2 separate regions of the Anser cygnoides genome follow, and region 1 is linked to region 2. Evidence: chromatin contacts called from public Hi-C data. All regions are on one chromosome and are shown on one strand. Each heading gives the region's core, a stretch centred on a gene start, on an enhancer-like site or on the middle of the called end of the contact. The rest is flanking DNA. Distances are from core to core; before and after follow the strand shown.

The links. Hi-C and Micro-C count contacts between places; a contact is called where the count stands out from the background.
Region 1: a contact with region 2 is called in a Hi-C map of liver, with 2.2 times the contacts expected there. The contact joins two enhancer-like sites. A contact is called at or near these places in 2 of 7 Hi-C or Micro-C datasets (both in liver).

What each region holds. Positions count from the first base shown.
Region 1 is chr3:90,738,726-90,744,396 of Taihu_goose_T2T_genome, reverse strand. All of the region lies in intron 30 of RIMS1 (regulating synaptic membrane exocytosis 1), which reads left to right. Among named protein-coding and RNA genes, the nearest start is that of KCNQ5, 160 kb to the right of the region's middle. Within about 2 kb of position 4,061, at least 2 of the 3 cell types and tissues checked have open chromatin away from gene starts, as enhancers often do. A contact at or near this core is called in liver, where this site is marked.
Region 2 is chr3:90,240,808-90,246,272 of Taihu_goose_T2T_genome, reverse strand. It overlaps EEF1A1 (eukaryotic translation elongation factor 1 alpha 1), which reads right to left. Exons shown (of 7, transcript XM_048077459.2): 5 at 5,434-5,465; 6 at 4,938-5,172; 7 at 4,210-4,612. The coding sequence ends at 4,488. Among named protein-coding and RNA genes, the nearest start is that of EEF1A1, 5.2 kb to the right of the region's middle. Within about 2 kb of position 1,527, at least 2 of the 3 cell types and tissues checked have open chromatin away from gene starts, as enhancers often do. A contact at or near this core is called in liver, where this site is marked.

The DNA of each region.
Region 1 (5,671 bases), core at 2,812-5,311, 500 kb before region 2:
ATTTAAGTTACTGCAACTCTTCGGAAAGAACTTACATTAAAATATCATCTGTACTGCAAGAAATACAGGGGATTACTTGTTTACTCATGGCTTGCATTATTTGAAAAATGGATGAAGTAAAAATGAATGATCAAGAAAATAAACACCTAAAAAGTATTTTTGTTGTACGTCATTAGTGAGTCTAAGATAATGAAGATAATTAATACTGTAATTTTAGCAATGGCTGATCATTTAAGGTTTTTTCCCTGAAAGGACATACTTCCAGATTTTATATAGGTGAGTTTATGGGCAAAGTTTGTTCTGGCTTCCAGTGTGTTACTATCTTTCTTTTTCAGGCAATATCTATCTATTGGTAGATAGTTACTGGGAACTAGAGTGTGTACCTGTATAATAATTTTCTCAATCTATGTATTTTTTTTGGTGTATGTTTTTATTCATTTTGAATATATGTATTAGATATCTGTATGAGGAAAAATGTACAGTGATTTAATACATGCAATTGGCTTTGTTTCAGTTTTATATAGTTGTGCATGCTATAGTTTAATACAAGCAAATGTAGTCCACACTGTCCTTACACTGTGTTCATTTTATAGAATTTACTTCAGGGTTAATTTTTCTGTCAGCTTGCAACTCATGCTACTCTGAATATTTTTTTTATCTAAATAGTTCAGTCTTCATTCCCACAGACAGAAGTGAAGTACCACTCGCAGGTAGTGGCAGCTAGCAAAACTGAAAGCGCTGCCTCCTTCCACAAATCTGATTGCTGTCATGTAACCACAGTCTGGATTTCACCTTGTGTAGTACAGATAGGATCAGTTTTGAGTGTGTAAGTTCTGACAGAAAAGTGAGAGCACTCCATCCTTCGCGGGGAGCAGGCTGGTGCTGAAGGACAGCTCCGAGCCGCTCTCGTCCCACTCTCTGGCTTGGGTCAAGGGGACCGTCGCTTTAGTGTGTCACTTAGGTTAAAAATATAATGGTTGGGTGACTCTTTTTGCAGGATGAATAACTGTAAAGTTTATTTTTTGAAACCATATTTTACTGATTTAGTTAAAAATATCTGACGTATCAGGAAAAATATAATCATTATATCATGTCCCCTAGATACAAATAGGCTTCTGCGGATGTGAATTTTTTTTAATTCTGCACATAATCAAAGACTTGTAGGAATACCAGTAAAAACTTTTGAACAAACTTAGGACGTTTACACTGAGATACAGCTACTATTCACTCGGTTCATTTATCTTAATGTATCGTGCATGGCATAGAAGTAGTAATCAAAAGCAACAGTCAGAAAACTGAATGGGATGCCATGTTAAAAAGAAGAAAATGTAAGAGAACAGAATGTATTTGGGCTGTGCTAAAGTTAGTATTGGAGTTAGTGCTAAATTAGTTAAATTATACGTGCTATTCCAGTACTTTTGAAAGATGAGTTCCATCTGTAAAATAGATGCACAGATATGCCAATAATTAGGAATAGCATAAGATTTTTGCTGAAGTCATTGAAAGAATTGATAAAGCTGGTAAAATAAAATTAAATAAAAATGCAGGTGAAATATTTCATTTAGAAATAAATGAAGTATACTGATTAATATGTTACTCTTATTTATCCTGCTATTGAAAACTGTATTCATTTATTTGTTTGTTGTTAGGACAACTAGATTTGAATTGACAATATAACTTAAAAATTTACCAATTTTAGCTTGCAAAAGACTTATATCCACATTTTAATGAATATGTCAATAATCCCAGAAAGTCTAGTAAAGAAAAATAAAGATTTAGGTATATTATTATCGGAATGGCTAAGTGCAAAAGTAAATCTGTACATTCATGCAGGTCTTTTGCTTCTTTGTGCTTCATAAATTAAACCCTAAGCATACTGATGAAGGTAACAGTGTGAGCTAGGAACTATGTCTCTAAGTGATAGTCAGTAATGGAATGGAAAAATATCGTGTTCTAAAGGTATTCAATTAGACAAGAGTGAATTTTAACTGTCTGTTCTTTTGATACTGTTTCAGTAAACATCAAATAATAAACTAGCCCAGGGATTAGGTGAATGTAAAGGAAGCTTAATCTTTATCCCTGTTTGCTCAGTTATGACAAGTGGAAGTACTGCACAGCTGTACGATTTGATCCTCAGAATACAGATCCTATCCCATTAAATCTGTTTCTAGCAAACTACTGGCTACTTTGTACCAGAAGTACACCAGAAAATATTTCCTAGGAAAGTTGAACTTGGTATTTGTATGGTAAAAACAAGCAGAAGATTAATCTGAATTCCAAATACCTAAATCTTTTTAAGGTGAATTTTTAAGTCCTTCTATCTTTTGCAAACAATGAAAATTTAAATTTAGGTGTATCTTCAAAAAAACAATCTATCCATTAATCCAAAAGCACAAATTCATAGCCCTCGAATTTGGAAATTAATATTCCAAAAATGGGATTTTCTTTAATCTACAATACTATCAACTCATATTTCTCAGTTGGTAGACATCACTGACCCCTAAATTCTTATCATTAGATAATGTGAGGTTTGAGCATGAAAGTCTGTACAAAAAAGTAAAGATTGGCATAAAAATATCATAGGATTAGTATTTATTATATCCATAAATGCTTGAAATTATTAGAGCAAAGTCAGTAGTAGGATAAACAACTGTTTATTTAATTGCATGGCAGATTCTATAGGTCATTCATTTTTATTGCTGTAAACAATACATTCTATAAAAGAATATTTCAATAAACTACATGCCAATATTGCTCAATTAAATGTCAAGAGATGCTCTCAACAGAAAGAGGTATTTTCAATTCTTCTCTCTCTTAAAAAGTATTGATTCCTAAACACAGTTACAGAATTGTCAAGGTTCTATGGCTCCAAATGGGAACAAAATCCTAAGAAAGAAAGATTTGGATAGAAGGAATCATCAGCATCACAGAAATAGTCATTGAAATCCAATTCCAAGAACTGGTGGAAAGGAATTATCCATGTCCAATCAAAGTAGTTAGTAGGATCCTTGAAAATGAGACCTGTGAGGTTCTGCCCTTCCCAGTTATCAGACTGTACTTTTGGTCTGACTCTGAAATGGCAGTGTTTCCTCCACCACAAAATGAATGCTGTTGCCTTCTTGCTACCTATGAGCATGAGTAAGAGGATTTCTCTCCTCAGCTGATGAAGAAAAAGGACTCAAGATTCAGAAACTGGCTGATGTGCGAATGATTTTGGCAAACCAGTATCGGTAGTTATACAGAATTAGGGATCGATGGTTCTGTTTAAATACAGGGATTGTGCACACCACTCTGAGCTATTGCTGCAGGTTGTTTGCATATTTAGACAGCGTTATCACATTTTGCATTAGATCTCTATTTCTAAGATTTTTTTGATAAGTGTACAAGTAGGTGATACCACTTCTTTTTAGAGAGAAAACTTTTCTTAAGATTTGCTTGCCATAGCCAAAAATCTGTGTAAGAGCGATGGAACTATATCCAGCCCCAAAATTAAGAACAATAAACTTCTCTAAATCTTTTCAAATTGTAGAAAAATATTTTTATCAGAAGTTTCAGCATAAACTTTGTAGAGTTCATCACTGCTTTTTAAAATTTATTTGCTATTTGAAACATAATGACTTTTATGTTCTTAAATAATATAAATTATTTGCAATAAAATTATTATATTTAATTATTACAATAATTATTTTATTAAATAATGTTCATTTATGTTCTAAATCAGGCAATCCTGATTTATATTTTTTCATGTTGCAGTGTTTGTGGAGAGGTAAAGAAAGAAAGTGTGATTAGCAGATATTTATTATTTGTGTGTTTACACTGATTCAGATTGAGAAGTGCTGTCTGTAACTTTGGAACTGTAACAAAGTTCCTCTTGTAGGGGTTCCAAAAAGGTCACTTAATTCATTGCTTGTTTGGTGAGCACACATTTGATAGAGTGTTTATTTACTAAAGCATAGCTACCTGAATTGAAAGCTGTCTGTTATAGAGCTGGGAAAAAAGCAATAGTGCTGGTGTTTTTCAAAAGCACGGCATAGGCAAATTTATGTATACAGTAAATTTCACTAAGGACTGATGACAATAAGTAATTTTATATTCATATAGAACAGACAAGAAACAGTTTCATGAGAGGTGTACCTATTTAGGTAGTATATTACATCATCAGTAGTTCAAAGGCAGTTAGTTAAGTGATTGATCCATGTCTGACCAATTCTTATCTTTCTATTACCATCTAGTAATAGAAGATAACAGTATTTAAGGCTGAGTTTTGCAATATACAGTGCTCCCAGGATGATGTTTTCCACCAGTATCAGACATGCTTCTGATTGAAGCACTTCTCAGAACTCTTCTCAGTCCAAACCTACCTTATTTGTACTGTGCATGTTTTTAAGCAGTCAGTCTAGCCAACAGGATTGAAGTCTCATGTGTTTAATTCTACTATTTGGACTATCTGTATAAAATTGTGCTTACAGATTCTAAAATATTTTAGAAAATCTGTCTGTCATTAAAGCAAGAACATGGGTACTTCACAAACCTAATGGTATGAAGATTTAAGCTACTGCTTAAGCAAAAGAACTACTCATGTGAGAAGATTTTGCAGTCAAGACATTAAGACTGTGATGATGTTAATGCCATTTATATATTATCACAAGTTCTATAACTCCCTGCTGATAGCTTTCAGGGAGAAATCCCTCTATTTTGAAAAATGAAACTAATGCATTTTTTACTCAACTTGATACTAATTTTAAATGAAAAGAAGTAGTTTTTTGTTGTTTTTGTTTTCCAGAAGAGTGAAAAGTGTAGTTAAAATACTTCCTAAGGAAACTGAATATATATGTGTGTGTGTGTGTGTTTGGGAGGGGAGTTTCCAGTAAAATACAAGGGAACATTACATAGAAATGTCAAAATATGTGTCCCTCCATTTTGCCGTGCAAAACTAAAAACCAGTTACTAAAGTTGCAATGGGATAGGAGGGAAGAAGGGAGAACCTATTTTAAGCTGAGCATGCCTCAGGTGGTCCACTGAAATGTGTTCATGAGCACTGTTGTGCAACACAGCACATTGTTTATGCAAATGCTGTAGTTGTTTTGCTTAATCTGAAATTAACAGGGGCAGATCCTAAGTGCTGAACACGGGTACATGCCTATGCAGAGACTGGTTAGTCCCTTGCTGTTAAGTGTTGCCTATTCAAGGACATGACTTTTCCAGCTTCTTCCAAAAATAGTCTATTTTTATCAGCTCTTACATATGGTCACTCATTAGTAAATCTTGGTAACTGTCAGTAAAACACAACTTATATGATCCTCACCTTAAACTTCCCTAGATGTGTCTTTGGAAGGAACTGATTTATGCTTTAGCAGGTTCTAGATCCATCAAAGTCACGGGATGTCATCTCTGCTCACACAGACCCCTTCATGTCTCCCTGGCAAGATTTCCTGTCTGTCTGAAACTTGCAATGGGATAACGAACCCTTCTCTTTCTTTTTTAAGGGTGATGGGGGGTTGGGGCTGGCCATCACTAGTATGTTGCCCATAGGCCTACTAATCAGCAATACCAAATTATGATACAATGAATATTCCTTGTTAGGCTGATTTAACAACTACATCTGAAGTGAGTCAGACTGCAGCTTAAATTTCCATGTCTCTGCAGAGTGATAACTAACTCAACATTACCG
Region 2 (5,465 bases), core at 278-2,777:
AGGAGAAATGAATTTCGGTCCAATGTTATCTTCCATGGTCACCATTAAATTCTGTTTGTTCTTCCATTCAGTTTATGATTTGGCTATTGTCTAAGGCTTCAGAAGGCCAAATTCCTAAACTGAAAGAATTATTTGGTGCAGTAAACAACATGAATGATTTGAGGAGTTGACAATGAAGGTCTGGAATCTTGTAAACTCAGAGTTGTTAATACTGATAGGAATTTGCACCAAAAAGAGAGAGAGGGAGAAGGAAGAAAATCTGGTAGAAAGGAGCTTTGGAGGTAGCAGCCATATTTTAGTATTTTAGATCCAGAAGCAAAAGATAAACAGATCTATGTCAGGCTGAGAGAGACCTTGCAAAGGGTGTCAAACAACCAGCAAGAAGTTCTGCAGCCACCCTCATCAAGGTAGGCAAGGGAAGGGAACGGTGTTGTTTTGAAGGAAGCTCACAGCAAAACACATTCCTGGTTGCCCAACGCTTTTTCTCCTTAATCTTCACCCTCCAGCATTCTCAGTGCCTTCCCTCTCGCACCCATCCAAGGACAGCAGCAGGGCAAGGATGGAAAAATGACCTTGGCCTGCATTGATGCACAAAGGGTTTAAAATAGAAAAAGAAAACACACACACAAAAAAAAGAACTAAAAAAAAAGTCTCAGCCTCCATCCTTCACAGCAAGTAAAGGCTCCTAAGCTCAGCCACTTTGGGCACCAGCAAAAATGAGCATTGAGTGTTTGGAGCTGTGATCTGCAGAGCAAAAACTACAGCAGCAAGGCACTGCTGGGGCTGGCCAGGCCCACAAAGAACCTCCTCCTGCCCCTCCAGACACTACCTAGCTGTTTAACTAATATACGAGAAAACCAGATTATTTTTGTCATCCAGACCAAGGTAATGCTGTTCTCAAATGGGCACTGAATCACACAGCACTAACGAGGAAAAGGATATTGCGCTACAGTATGTTTTATTGTTTCCTGATTTTTTTTCTTGACCAAGTAATGAAGAAAAAAAATTAGAAAAAGAATCAGTAATTTGACCCAAACAAAGCTTGCCACTGCCTTCCAACATACATTAAGCCACCTACAATCAGAATGTGAATTAGTCTTTCATCTCTAATTTCAGTAAAATTAACTGCTCCAGTAGTAGCATGTGCTGGTTCGAGATATAATTAAATTACCTTGGGGGCAGCAGTCTGAGCACAGCCCATTTTATTCCAGTCTGAAATATTTACCCAGGGAAACAACCCTGAGCGAGAAGTTACTTGGCTACAGCTGTAATGACTGTGCTGCTCCATTTCTGCTCCGTGCAGAGAAGGCTTTGTTGTATCCAAGTCCCTCAACACCTAGCCACATACATTTTTAGAATATTTCTGTGTACCAAAAGCCCTGCAGGATCCTAAAGCAGGCACCATCAACTAGAAAGAAAACTAGTTTCAATTTTCCAGCTCCCCATTGCCCCTGTCAGCAATAAAACTCCAAATAAAGTTAATATTCTAGCCAGTTTTCTACATTCCACTACCTCACCCTTTATTTCGATGCTTTCACACTTCTGTATCTATAGCCCTGGCGTTACAGGACAGTATGAAAAGAGTTAAGGACAGCTGTAGAAGTTGCTTAAAGAAATAAGCAGTCAGAAGACAAACACAGTTCTCAACTATTAACATTTATTAAAAGTTTGACCAAAGTAGCTTTATTCCCAAATATTGTTTACAAAAGTCTAACAATTTCCCCATGTAGTCAAAGATTAATAAAAGAACTGAGATGGCATCGCATTAGTGCATAGAAAGCAAAACTTGTCTACAATAGTCAAAAAAATCAGAACTGGTGTAAAACTGAGGTTTAACACTTGAAAGCAGTTGATAATATCATAGGCAGAGCATTCACGAGCATGTATTTTAATTGTGCACGATGTTAGGTTGTTGGCTGCAGTTCTGCCTGTTCCTCTAGGCTTACAGTTTTCTTTTCTCCTACAGTCAGAACCCAAACTACAAAGTTGCTTTTTTCCAAAGCAACTGGCTGACTTCTGTGCCTGCCCAGCTGGGCAATTTTAATACAAAACAGCTTCCCAGCAGCTCTGCAGTTGCCACGTTTTGCAGTTTTCCTCATCGACAGGCTAACTAAGCTGCAATTAGCTCCATAACCTGTCTGTATTTGTTGCCCTCCCTGCAGCTTTAGCTGCTTAGGATCACAGGCACTCCAAACACCCGACTGCTCGTTTCAAACCCAATTTCACCTGAAGGTTTCAATTTGAAGCAGTTGCTTACTGCAAGCCGATTTCCAAACTGTAACCGAGCGAGTACATCCAGCTTAGGACAATGCTGGTCCAAAGAACACAGAGGAACTGCAAACAGAAGGGCTGGATACTGCATACCCAGCCCACGCCGGCCAAACCAAACATCCTGCTATCCTTCATGGGCTTGTTAGGCTCGGCAACAGGAATGCACAAGAAATCTAATACAAGGCTGCACTGTAGATAAAACTGTGCCAAAGCTGCTTTTCCTTTCGACCCAATTAGAGCTTTTTGCTTTGCTCAACCAGTTTGACCAAATTCTCTTGGAAGCATCTTGAACTGCAAAGAACCATGCAAAGAGTTGGAAAGATACTTGAGCTTTATTACGGCAATGGTACAACTGCCCCGGTTTTGTTTTATACTTCAGGACACTAACAAACCTTCAGAAGTAGAATTAAAGTATCGCAAAGAGAATCCTTTACGGCATTCCAGCATCTTCTAGAGACTTAAGTGCTCCAGCCCTTGCTTCCAACTGTACTTAGTACACCTATCCTTTTGAAAAATGGAGTGTAATGCTCCCAGATTTTACTGTTGTAAGAAACAGAATGTGAGCCAAAAAGAGGCGCAAAGATCCAACCAAAGCAAACAGAGCACAGAGAAGTTAATAGCATGTTAGGATTATTCAAGCAGTACAGACACATTCCTATAGAGCAGGCACACAGCTAAAGAAGGGAAGGAAAACAAAACATCAGAACAACACAGCAGTAACTCAAATAGATCTGCTTTTTTGGAGGTGTTACAGACAACACAACAAACATACTGGTGCCATGGAACAGTAATCCCGCAAAGCTACTCAATTCTTTTCAGACTTTATTATGTGGGGATGCTGTGGGGAAACCATGTTAAAGGTTAGTATAACAGCATTATGCAAGTCAGATCTGATTATCCATTAACTGCTCATCTGCATTTAGTGATTCAGAGTAAGTTTTCAATCTTACTTTGGAACCATCATCTAATATAGCTGGCATTTCTTATACCCCCAAATGTTTAACTCATTATCTATTAACTAATAGCAATCTGTTGACTCGTTACCCAATTCCACTTCAACCGACTGATCGAAAGCTCTGGATCCCTATTGTTCAGGCACCAAGTACGAACCTCGCCATGCCATTTGGTGCTGACCTAACCAGCGTGCATTTACCACATCTCTGGGAAATGCTCCAGTACATCTTCAGGCAGACATCCCATAAACATCTTTTACCCAAAATTTAAATTCAAAGCCATACAACGGGACAGGTCAACACCACGCTGCTTGAAGACAGTCAAGTGCCTGCCAGTTTCTTTCAGCTTTGAAATAAAAACTGAGCAAAATGCTGAAATGGGGGGGTCCTTCAGAGATTGCCTGACATATCTCAAAGGATCCTCAAACTTCATGTTTTTGGTTGTTTTTGGAAATGCAGCTATCTGCAGTACATTCAGTACATTCTGCAATGTACTGAAAGCCATTTAGATTGAAGTGTTTAACCGCTAAGAATCTCTACATGACAGTTAACCAGTTCTCCAAGAGAAACATCTTCTGGTTACCATCAGAAAAACACATGTACAAAACTAACTGGAAACCTAATGTGATTCTGTTGCTTATGCAATTTTTTTTCTGTTCACACTATTTCCTCTTGACAGCAAGTTTTCTTGGTTTACTCAATGCACTACAGAATGCACCACATACTGCAGCTGTTACCTGGCAGTTGTGCTATCTAATCTAGAAACCACCTTTAAAGAAAAAAGCACCGCAGAAATGAGATTTTAAGGCTTAGATACAGCTAAAAGTAAATCCTCTGCTGAAATTCACTCTACAGCAAAACAAAAAATGTGAGTATTTGCTTCACAACTTCTGAGCACACTGAGTATTCATCCTTTTCTTATCCTGCAAGGCCTGTATGTAGGTTTTTCTAGAAAGTTAACATTAACCCAAAGAACACAGAGACATAGCATTGAACTTTGTTTTAATGGTCTCAAATTCTGTGACAGATTTTTGGTCAAGTTTCCATTTTTAAAAAATTTATCGATTTTAAAGACTAATAACTTAAACTGCCACGAAACAAATGGTCCACAAACATTCCTTTCCTTCTGAAGCTTTTACGATGCATTGTAATCATTAACCAGTCTTTTACTATTAAACTTAAATGGCCAATTGAGACAAACAGTTCTGAGACCGTTCTTCCACCACTGATTACGACTGAGGTGGCAGCTGATGTACAGAATTTTCATTTAGCCTTCTGGGCCTTCTGGGCAGACTTTGTGACCTTGCCAGCGCCACCAGCCTTCTTGTCAACTGCTTTGATGACACCAACAGCAACCGTCTGTCTCATGTCACGCACGGCAAAACGACCTGCAAACAAAAACGTGGGGTTTTTTATGACTTTTGTCTACTGCTACACATCCCACAGCATTACTGCACGGCATCAACGCACAGTGTTGGCTGAGCGAGCAGCTGCTGCTCGAGGACAGTAAGCTGCACGTGACTGCAGCATTAACATCCAGCTATGTTATCTAGAGAATACCCCCAGTCCCACCAAAGTTCTGGTTCCATTCTGAAATTGCAATTTAATTCAGAACTTTTAGGGTTTTATTACAGAAAAAACTACATCCCGGTACTAGAAATCAGACACCTTCTCCAGAGACCAGCATTAAGCACGTTTTAGAAGACACCTTACCCAGAGGAGGATAATCGGAGAAGCTCTCAACACACATAGGTTTGCCAGGAATCATGTCAACAATGGCAGCGTCTCCGGATTTCAGGAATTTAGGGCCATCCTCCAGCTTCTTGCCAGAACGACGATCAATCTTCTCTTTGAGCTCAGCAAATTTGCAAGCAATGTGAGCAGTATGGCAATCCAGCACAGGGGCATAACCAGCGCTAATTTGGCCAGGGTGGTTCAGGATAATAACCTAGAAAAAAAAAAAAGCCAAGTATGAAGTTAACACTGGAATAAGTTTGAAAAGCTCCCAACAAGAGACTGGTGTGTCTTATATAACTGTCACTGATTTGCTTAAAGCAAATCTTATCTCAGAACACAAGCCTGTGTCACTTTACAGGTTATCCTACTGGTTCAAAAAAAAAAAAAGGGGGGGGGGGGGGGGGGGGCAGAATTCTAGTATTTCACAACCCAGATGTAGATTTTAACATCTTCCCGAAGTTGCAAAAGTCACCTGTGCAGTGAAGCCAGCAGCTTCCATTGGAG